3 separate regions of the Mus musculus genome follow, and all the other regions are linked to region 1. The links are chromatin contacts, called in public Hi-C and HiChIP or PLAC-seq maps. All regions are on one chromosome and are shown on one strand. The core of a region is the stretch at or near the end of the contact, and the rest is flanking DNA. Distances in the headings are between cores, read along the strand shown. Region 1 overlaps Gm34418 (a long non-coding RNA gene). Region 2 overlaps Tnrc6c (trinucleotide repeat containing 6C). Region 3 has its middle 17 kb from the start of Gm39478.

Region 1 (3,352 bases), core at 685-3,184:
ATTCTCTCCTAGCGGTTTGCTCCAGGATCTCTGGGCAGGCCATCATGCCCTACCTGGGATCTGAACCCTGGTCCTCGAGCTTGAAGAGCCACTTCCCCAGCTCCTGATCTCTGGTTTTCAGCTGGAGGGTTTTGACTGTTCCTGTTTAATGGGCTGTCTCTGGGGTGGGGCTCATGTCCGACATCTTGCCTTGTCCTTGCTGTTTATCCCACCTGCTCTGTCCCTCCCTCCTCTCTGCCTTGTGTATTTCTTAGGATTCCATTTGTTGCTGTGTCAAGGATTAATCATGTATCCCAGGCTGGCCTTGAACTTGATTGTAGCCGAGGATAGCAGCCTATAACTTCTGCTCCTCCTGCCTCTATTTTCCAGTGCTGGGAATATAGACCTGTGCTGCCATAATTACTTTATGCCCAGTTCATGTGGTGCTGGGGGTTGAGCCCGCTTAGACTCTCTTGGACCCCAGTTTATCCTCTCATGAAGGAATAGCAGTGTGTGCTCGCCCAGCTCCGCAAGCCATGTGTTGTGGTTCCCTCTGTCTTATGTTAGGCAGTGTGCTGCATTTGCACTGTGCGGTTGGTTGTTACCAGTTCATTGTTAGTCTCTGCTCCCCAAAGTCCAAACAAGTGAGGCTCAGCCACCTGCCCCAATACATCCAACCCAGAGCCAAGCAGCGCCACCCTGGGGAAGCAGGTAAAAAACTTTCCATGACTCCAGATCCATCCAAGAGATGACTGCTTCTATGCTGGGGGTGGGGGGTGGGGGGTGGGGGGGTGGGGGGGTGGGGGGGTGGGGAAGGGGGTAGCCTCAGCTCCCACGGTTCTTAGTGACTATCATGGGTCAGCTGTCCTGTGGGGCTTCCTGTTGTCTGGGGCAGGTGTGGTCTCTTGTTGTAAAGATGTTTATTGGATGATCCGGATGTTTCAAGGAACCGCTGCACCTTGGAAGGAGAGAAGAGCCATGAAAGAGCAGAGCGACTCAGAGAGCAAGGAGATGGCGTCAGGCCAGCCACTGGCCTCAGGCAGCAACAGGGCCAAGCTCTACGGGGCTATGGGTCGGAGGGAGGCAGGAGCTCACCTCCAGCACCCACAGAGCCTTGGCAGCAGGAGAGAAGTTAGCTTGAGAAACGCACGGAATGGATGAAGAGAAGAAAGCTCGGTCCACTTAAGTGCATCGAACATAAATCGGAGGCTGGTTTCCAGCCCTCCATAGAGCTGGCCTGGGTCCCCCTCTTTGTGCCGCACTCACAGCCCTGAGCTGTAGTCTGCTCATCTTTAAGCCCAACAATCCCCGTGCTATCTCCCCAGCTTTTCAACCGCTGCAGCTCACGGCCCTGAACACATTTTGTGAAGGGCTAGAGCTGGACATATGCGAACAATTAAACTCCTCTAGATCCTCCACCCAGGAGCCAGGCCCTGAGACATGAAGTCATGCTTCTATTTTTCTCTCTTTCCTTGTGGAGAGGAGATTTGGGAAGGGTGGAGGGACCTGGCAAGAGGGAGAGCAAAGATGGCCGGAGCAGGAGAGCTGCCGGCTGGAGATTTGTTCTGGAAGCTGCAGATGGTTCCAGAAGGCGCTGGTTGCCCCCAAGGGTTCCCTCCTCTGGCCGCCACTGCTTTCCCTGATTCTTCCCATTGTTCTGAAGCCAGATGCAAGGACTCCTGTTCCAGGATACTGCCTCCCTCCCCCTCACAAGTTAGAAAGAAGCCTTGGGTGAGGGGCGCTGAGGGATTGCAGGCGGGGGAAGGGCTGCCCCTCTGCCAGGCACGCTGCGCTGCGGAATCACTGTTTTCTTTTCTTTCTTTTTTTTTTTTGAAGTCAAAACCACTCATGAGGCTTCCCCCTCCCCTACCCAGAGCCCCTCCATTATCCCTAGGCCATTTGGTGGTGGTTGCCATGGAGACCACAAGCAAAATGGCATGCAAATCAACACAGCAAGAACAACAGCAGAAGATGGGCCCAGGGAGTGAGGGCAGCTGGAAATGCCTCTACCCACAGCACCCCTAGAATAAAAGGCTCTGGATCCCTCAGGGTTTGAGGAGGTTCCCCATCAGCCATAGGACGGACGGAGGCTGAGTGGGTGTCCTGAGAGGATAACCAAGGAAAACTCAAAAAGCGATCTGCCTACTTCCTGGCCCAGTCTTTAGCATTAGCCATCAAATAGGGAGGGGCTCTAGGTCTGGCTTGGGGCCAGAAGGATGCTCAGGGCAGAGGCTTTCCTGGCCAGAAGATACCTGGCTCACAGCCATCCAGGGATGAACATGGCAGATCAGCCATCCCAAAGCCAGGTCCCTCGGGCTTGGCACAGGCGCTTTCTCTCCACCCATTTGGAAACCATCTCTGTTCAGACTCCTGGGGCCTCAAAGAGGCAAGGCAGCAGCTCAATTTTTTAAGAAGAAAAAAACCACAGCTCCCAAGAATCTAAATCTGTGAACTTGGGGCCTCTTGATTGAAATGAGAGTTGACTACGGAACTGGGGGTTTGGATGCCCTTTTCTGTATCCTAGAGGTTTCCCCACTGAGGTTGATCAAAGGCCCAGGAAATGGCCTGCGATAGGCTAGCGATCATGGTGCCGCCTCATGTTCCTGCTCAGAGGCAGTGGGGAGAGAGGGAAATGTTCTGCACGTGGCCTGGCTCCCTGGGTTAGGAGTGATGTGGAGGCTTCTTGGAGCAGTATCCCCAAAGCAGCAGTCAGTTCACACCAGGACCTCTCCCTGAGCTCCATCTCAGCTGCATGGTTTTCTGAGCACACACAGCCTGCAGAAGTGATAGGCTCAGGGCTGGGAAGGACCTGCCCCATTACTTCTGTAACTTTCTTCACCCAGAGCTCAACAGCCCACTGTGTTTTGAAGTGGAAACTTAAGGGTTCTTTGAAAAGTCAGTTGTGTTGGATGGTGTCTTGCTGGGGCAAACACACAAAGGAACATTTCGCCGAAGCAAACACAGGTGAAAGGATGTTCTGCTAAAGGAAGCATGTGAAAGGACACGTGATGAAGGATTCTTCACTTACGACATGCATGTATTGGTCCGTCTTACAGTGCATAGTTGAGCTCCATTTGTCAGGGCTCCATAGAGAGAAATGCACCAAAAAAACCTTCTAGTGGTGTGCTATGGCTTCTTGCTGCTTTCCGGGACACGGGCAGAGCGATGTCAACTGAGACAGACACACGGGCTGAGGCAAGACACTTGGTGAAGCAAGACCCGTGGAGGACACGTGAAGTTTGAGGGAATTATAAATAGGACTTGGTGGACAGTGATGGGAGCTGGCTGGGCTTGGCTTGGCTGGGCTGAGCTGAGCTTCAGGCTTGCTTAAAGAGCTGGCTGGGCAATGCTTGTTGGTCTTGAGTCTTCGCTG
Region 2 (3,277 bases), core at 65-2,564, 210 kb before region 1:
GCTGACCAGAGAGAGAGAGAGAGAGAGCACCCACTACAGACTCTCTTGCTGACTTACAATGACACTAGACAAAGTGTAATAAAATACAGAATATAAGCAGGAGTAAGCACAATTATGAGGACTTTCGAAAGAGCAGCTGAGAGTTAGGAATTCAACCTGTGTGAAGGCGGCTTTCTCATCTCTATCTTTTCTCAAGTTTTGACCGGGGTCTACGTCGCCCTCAGAGCTGTGTTGTAGTAAAGATGGCCCAGGCAGCTAAAGTGGACAGAAACCAGTTTTCTCAGTAGAAGGGGGGATCCCAGGAGCTAGCTGGGATGGTGTGATGCCTGGGGGCTGGGGGGTGGTGTTCATCCAAGAAAGGAATTCTCCCAGCTCTGGTAGCAACTGTCACAGGGTGGGCTTACCTCTGGTTCAACTGCACAGCAGTGCAAGGTCAACACCCTCCAAGGGTCACACCCACTCCCCGAGCCAAGCCAGGCAGCCCCAGCTAGACCAGAGCCCAGGAGTGCAGGGCTCAACCTAGAGCCTGTGCCCACAGAATGGAATGGTCTAGAAACAACTGTGACTTTTACTTTGGAACATGAAGAAGAGTCAGAGATTTGAACAGTGGTCTCCAGCTTTCCAAAGAAAGCCTGTCTTACTGCCACCTGGTTTAAGAGGGCTTCAGATTCAAGATTCACTTGTTAAGAGTTACTACTAAGGCAAGACAGATCCCAGCAGCAATTCTCAGTTTATCTGACTTTAGAAACAATGCCCCCTACTGCCTTCCTAAGACACACATCTTTCTGAGGCTTGTCTCCTGTCATCTGTTGTGTAGCTTTTGTTTGTTTCTCTGTATAGCCCTGGCTGCCCTGGAAATCACTTTGTAGACCAGGCTGGCCTCAGAAATCTGCCTTTCATTTTTGCAGGCTTTCCTCTGTAAACTATGGTGATCACCTACACACACCACACCCTTTCCTTCCGAACTGGGAACTGCACCTCTATTTCCCTCACAGAGCCCCTTCAATTCAAAGTCTCTGAAGCACAGTAGCTTCAGTGAAGCATTCTGGGTGTGGCTAATCCACAGGCAGCGCGTTACCTGGACGACAGTGCTTGGGCTCAGGGATGGCTTGACACACGAATATCTAGAACTAGCGGCTAGAAGCTGTGCTCTCAGCCAGAGATCCCAAAATGAAGGCAACTTAGAGAAAAAGAAACCAAGAAACACAAGGCTGAACTCCACCTGTAGGGGCGTGGCCTAAGTCCAGAACGCAGACTTGAGCCTAGTGCACAAGCCTGCCCTCTAAGGGAGAGAGAAAAGCTTGAGCTACATCAGGCTGTTAGGATGGAAGGGAGGCAGCAGCCGGCAGGGAACACACCTGCATTGCAGGATGTCTGTCCCCTGTCCACCAGGGGTAGCTGCACAGGACTTCTGGGTTGCTGCTGGTTTCTAGTCTGGGCAACCTCTATCTAACCAAAGTCAGTTTTTGTTCTTCCCTAAATTGTTATTTTCTATCACATGTAACTTAAGAATCCTAAAGAAAACCAATGTTAGCAACAGCCCCAAGGTGGGAGTCACAGAGAGCCCTGTCTCTGCCTCCTGAGTGATTAAATTTGTATAGCACAACACCTAGTAATACAAAGGAAACCCCAACTAATTTTTGAGAGTCAGTACTCTGCTGGCTCATCTTGCTGTGTATGCTACAGTGTTCAGTTACTAACAATGACAGAATCTCACTGCTCGCTGGGAAATCTGACAACATGCACTATATACCCATGACCAGCACTTCCTGCTGCTGAGGTAGGAACTGGCTGGTTATTCATTTACTACCTATAATGCCAACTTCTGCCTCCTGCCTGCTTTGTGCAAATGGATCTGTGACGTTTAACTACTTTCCCTCACCAGCTGGCATGAGGTCCAACTTCTCTGGCAGAGGGAGCTGGAGAGAAGCGGAGAGGAAAGTTTATACCTCCCAACTGGTGCTCCAAGGCAGGCTCCTGTTAAGCACACATGTGGGACTCCCAGGAACTGCTTTCATGGTGGACTGTAACTTTCTGGCAGGTTGGGTCCACATGGCAGACACCTCATTGACTTTTTTTGCCATGTCCTTCCCAGTGATGTGGCCTCTTACAGGGAGCTCATCTTCCTACTCTAACCCTTGCTACACTGACTCTTCAGGCTTCTTTTCCTTGTTCACATGACTACATGTTTGTTTTCTCTTGACTGATAGAGAAACCTTCAAATGACAGCTTATTTCAAAGCCTGCCAATGAACTGGAAAGTTTAAAAATACTATTACACCAATAAACAAATTCACAGATGTGTTTAAATGATGAATGAATTAAGTCAGTATATAAAACGATAAAACTGAATTACAGATGTGTTTAAATGATGAATGAAGTCAGAGTATATAAAACTACAAACTGAATTTAGCTATCACCACAGAACAAAAACTGACTTTGGTTAGATAGAGGTTGCCCAGACTAGAAACCAGCAGGCAGAGAGAGGAGAGCAGCTCTGTAGAATCGGTATCATTTCTAGAACTCCTGACATGTTGGCTGCCTCGGGAAAGGCTCTCCCTTCACCATTGTGAAAGAAAAAGGACAAAGCCCAGCGCCACAGCCTCAGGCCAGTCACTGAAGTGATGAAGCAAGCCTGCGGCAAGCCATCAACATGGTGTCTCCAGGGGACATGTCTATTCAAAGCCCCTGCAACTCTGAGAACTAGAAGGGCTGTTAACCCAGACATTCAGCTTCAGGAGTCATTAAGCTAAAACGTACTCAAACTGGATTCTAATTTGGGAGAGGCAGGAGGCAGACAAGACTTGAGCAGAAATAGCTTGATGACAATCTATGCAAAGGAAAAAAATCAAATATAAAAAGAGATGATAACACCCTCCAACCTGTTCCTTGATCTAGAAACATTTAAAGCTGAGGGCTTGCCTTAAAAATATTTTTGGTTGGAGCCTAGCCTTTAAAGGCTGAACCATCTTTCCAGCCCAAAAAATAAGCAACGGTGGGCTGGAGAGATGGCTTAGTGGTTAAGAGCACCGACTGCTTTTCTAAAGGTCCTGAGTTCAAATCTCAGCAACCACATGGTGGCTTACAGCCATCCATAACAAGATCTGACGCCCTCTTTTTTTTTTTTTTTTTTTTTTAACAGGGTTTCTCTGTGTGGCCCTGGCTGTCCTGGAACTCACTCTGTAGACCAGGCTGGCCTCAAACTCAGAAATCCACCTGCCTCTGCCTCCCAAGTGCTGGGATTAAAGGCGTGTGCCACCACGCCCGGCCCTGACACC
Region 3 (2,969 bases), core at 182-2,681, 230 kb after region 1:
AGATTGGCCAAAGCCTTCAGCTCTTTGGATTCTTGGGGAAGCCCAGAGTCAGTCACTCGGTGTTTTACTGAGCAACTACAAAGGGCAAAGCATGACCAGTTATGCAGATTACTAACTCGGAAACCACCTTGAGGCCTGGGGATGCAACTCAGTTGGTAGAGGGCTTGCCTAACATACATGGAACTCTGGGCTCAACCCTCAGAATTGCATAAACTGGATATGACGGCGCATACCTCTAACCCCAGCACCCGGGAGGAGGCAGGAGGATCAGAAGTTTAGTGTCATCCTTAGCTACATGGGAGGTCAAGGCCATCCTGGCCTATGTGAGACTAAGAGAGGGCGAAGGGGGTGGGGAGAGCGGAGGAAAGGAAAAGAGCGAGGAAGGGAGGTAGATAAGCAGATAAAGTTGGTTGGTCTTAAGACGAGCACGGTGCCTTATCTCTGTAATCCCGGCGTGCAAGGGCAGGAGAGCTGTCAAGACTTCTAGTCCAGCCTGTACTTACAGAAACCTTGTCTCAAGACAATTTTAATTACATTAAGTTAAGCCACAAAACACCATCTTGATCCCGTCCTGTCCTTGTATCACGGTAAGAACCCAGTGTTTGGAGGTCAGATCAGGGAGGGAACCGTGGTCACTGTTAGCTTGTGCAGCCAGCACGTGGTTCCAGATCTTCAAACACCACCTCCCTTTAGCCCAGTGCCCACGTTCAGTGAGATGCCACTGGAAGGGCACAGTCGGGGTTGAGAAGGTCGGTGGCACAAAGGGTCAGGATCAACGTCCCTGATGACTGTGTAACAAGCAGACACTGGCCCTTTGCTGCAGCAGACGTGACCCATCATCAATGGTTTGTCCACCCGTGGTGAGGGGCATAGAAAAGGCAGCCAGAGCCAGTAAGCCCTTCGCCTGCTCTTCCTAAGACATCCAGGGAGGAGAAACGGCCTGCACAAGGGTCACTTCCTTCCCTGACAGCTACAGAGAGGTGCACCTCCCAAGCTAGCGCATAGGCCATGAACAGCATGGTGTGACAGCAGCCAGGCTGGAGAGGCTGGGCGTGAACCCAACCTCCACATACGGGATCATTCAGCTGGAAAGGGGCCGCGAGCCCAGCAGAAGCTTCGGAGAAGCTAACTTTTTAGATGCTGAGCCCAAAACAAAGGGCTGAGGTTACTAGAACCTTCTTTGATGCCTCAGCTTCACACCAGACAGAAGATAGCAACTGTGCCATGAGAGAAAAAAATGACTGGCAGGCCTTAAGACAAGTCCTTTGGCCCCTTAGGGGGCCTTTGTTTTCTCTTCTATAAAATCAGATGGACACTATCTCCTTCAAAGGTTCATTATGAAAGGAAGCTCTGTTAATATCTGTTAAGCACTGAGAACAGTATCGGCCCAGGGCTCGGGAGACCTCAGCCTGAACAGCTCCGTCTCCAGGCTCATGACTGCGTGCACGTGCGTATGTGCACGCCTAAGTCACACGCATATCTGTGCTCTTACGCACATTAAACCATCTGCTCACACTTTCCCAGAAACTGTCAGGTATTTAATTTCCAAAGCTGGCCTCAGACTGAATGGAGCTGAGGTTCTGTCTCCATGGAAACCAGGACAGCACACTTCCTGTCACCCATGCAGTTGAAAGGAAAAGGCAGGAGCGATAGATAACAGGACAGAGCCTGATTCAGGACCTGGCAGGGAGCACTCACTGCATGCAGACCTCCCAATACAGGGGCACTAGGTGACTCAACACTAGGACCTGATGACCCGTGAGGGGCCTGGCAGTGAGCCCCACTGCATATGGAGCCTTCAGTTCACGGACACTTGGTAATTCAAACTCTTCTAAGCTAGGAGGCTCATTGTATCAGCAGCTGCTCTAAGGTCCCATCTTCTCAGCCATCCACAGCAGCCACATCGCCCTTCCTTGCAACTCCAAGACACCAGCAACTCACTACTTCATGAGACATGCTAGTCATTGATGGTAAGTGAAAATGGAGAGAAAAATCACGGTTTTCACACTTTCCAGAACATTCCAAGTTTCTAGGGTTGCTTTGGTATTTGGGGGAGCTCAAAGGCTCACCCTCTACCTGACAGTCCTCCAAGCCTGTGGCTATAGTGACTATAACGCTTCATTTCCTTCAGCATCCCATGACCCTGACAGACACTCTCCCAAGCTCTGTGGCCACAGTGGGTCCTTCCTGGGCCCCAATCAACCCAACACATCCTCTCTTAGGACTGAGCCTCTATAAAAGGTCAGACTGTGACCCCGTACCACAAGTTCAGGTTTGAGCCCCTGGTACCTGTGGCTGTGAGCTCATTTGGAAGTAGGATATCTGTGGCTAGCATGGAGTTAAAATGAGGGTGTGCTAGACTGGGAGGGCCTGACCCAACAACCAGAGAAGGCAGAGGGTAACTTAGACACAGACACACAAACATACTTGGCCACATACAGATACATATATGCTCCACATAGACACAGAGAGAGAAAGAGACAGAGACAGACAGACAGACAGACAGACAGACAGACAGACAGATGGAGAAAGCCAGATGAAACAGAACAGAAACAGGAGTAATACAGCCACAGTCAAGAAATGCCAAGAATTCCTGGCCACTACCCCAAGGTGCATCCCTCAGGTCCTCCCAGAGCAGCCAGCTCTGCCTACACCTTCCTTTCAGGCTCTGTCCTCAGAACGTTCACAGGATGATCCTGATGTCTTAATCAGCTGCTCCGTATCCCACTATCTGGCAGTCCCCACACAAACCCTGCCTTCCCAGTTTTATCTCACGGTTAAAGTCACATGCTGTCCACCCCAGCACTGGTCAGGAAAAATTAGTGGATCTTTCCCACGTCACAACTAGAGCAGCTGGCCACTGGCACATGTGGGGCCCCACATGACCACCCCAGATCCACTGGGCCGTTCAGCTCCTTTCCCTGAACCTCATAGCATCTTGGGGAGCCAGGGTCAGTGAGAATCTATGG

Evidence for each region. A called contact is a pair of places that touch in the nucleus more often than the background predicts. HiChIP or PLAC-seq counts read pairs in DNA pulled down with a chosen protein or histone mark.
Region 2: a contact with region 1 is called in an H3K27ac HiChIP or PLAC-seq map of embryonic stem cells, with 11 read pairs. The contact joins two enhancer-like sites. A contact is called at or near these places in 9 of 39 promoter capture datasets (the C10 cell line, cranial neural crest, embryonic stem cells and 6 more), 1 of 484 Hi-C or Micro-C datasets (embryonic stem cells), 11 of 115 datasets of contacts at active chromatin or transcription factors (craniofacial prominence, embryonic basal ganglia, embryonic forebrain and 5 more) and 2 of 9 other capture datasets (adipose tissue and pancreatic islet).
Region 3: a Hi-C map of cortical neurons shows a contact between it and region 1, with 2.7 times the contacts expected there. The contact joins two enhancer-like sites. A contact is called at or near these places in 2 of 39 promoter capture datasets (hippocampal neurons and stem cell-derived epiblast-like cells), 2 of 484 Hi-C or Micro-C datasets (cortical neurons and embryonic stem cells), 1 of 115 datasets of contacts at active chromatin or transcription factors (pancreatic cancer cells) and 2 of 9 other capture datasets (adipose tissue and pancreatic islet).

Annotation. Positions count from the first base shown.
Region 1 is chr11:117,477,638-117,480,989 of GRCm38.p6, reverse strand. Gm34418 (a long non-coding RNA gene) reads left to right here. Exons shown (of 2, transcript XR_389180.4): 2 at 926-1,418. Among named protein-coding and RNA genes, the nearest start is that of Gm34418, 3.7 kb to the left of the region's middle. Within about 2 kb of position 1,934, at least 108 of the 459 cell types and tissues checked have an H3K27ac peak or open chromatin away from gene starts, as enhancers often do. A contact at or near this core is called in cortical neurons, embryonic stem cells, hippocampal neurons and 1 more, where this site is marked.
Region 2 is chr11:117,684,193-117,687,469 of GRCm38.p6, reverse strand. All of the region lies in intron 1 of Tnrc6c (trinucleotide repeat containing 6C), which reads right to left. Among named protein-coding and RNA genes, the nearest start is that of Tnrc6c, 32 kb to the right of the region's middle. Within about 2 kb of position 1,314, at least 122 of the 459 cell types and tissues checked have an H3K27ac peak or open chromatin away from gene starts, as enhancers often do. A contact at or near this core is called in embryonic stem cells and stem cell-derived epiblast-like cells, where this site is marked.
Region 3 is chr11:117,247,568-117,250,536 of GRCm38.p6, reverse strand. It overlaps a transcript of Septin9 not described here. Among named protein-coding and RNA genes, the nearest start is that of Gm39478, 17 kb to the left of the region's middle. Within about 2 kb of position 1,431, at least 81 of the 459 cell types and tissues checked have an H3K27ac peak or open chromatin away from gene starts, as enhancers often do. A contact at or near this core is called in cortical neurons and hippocampal neurons, where this site is marked.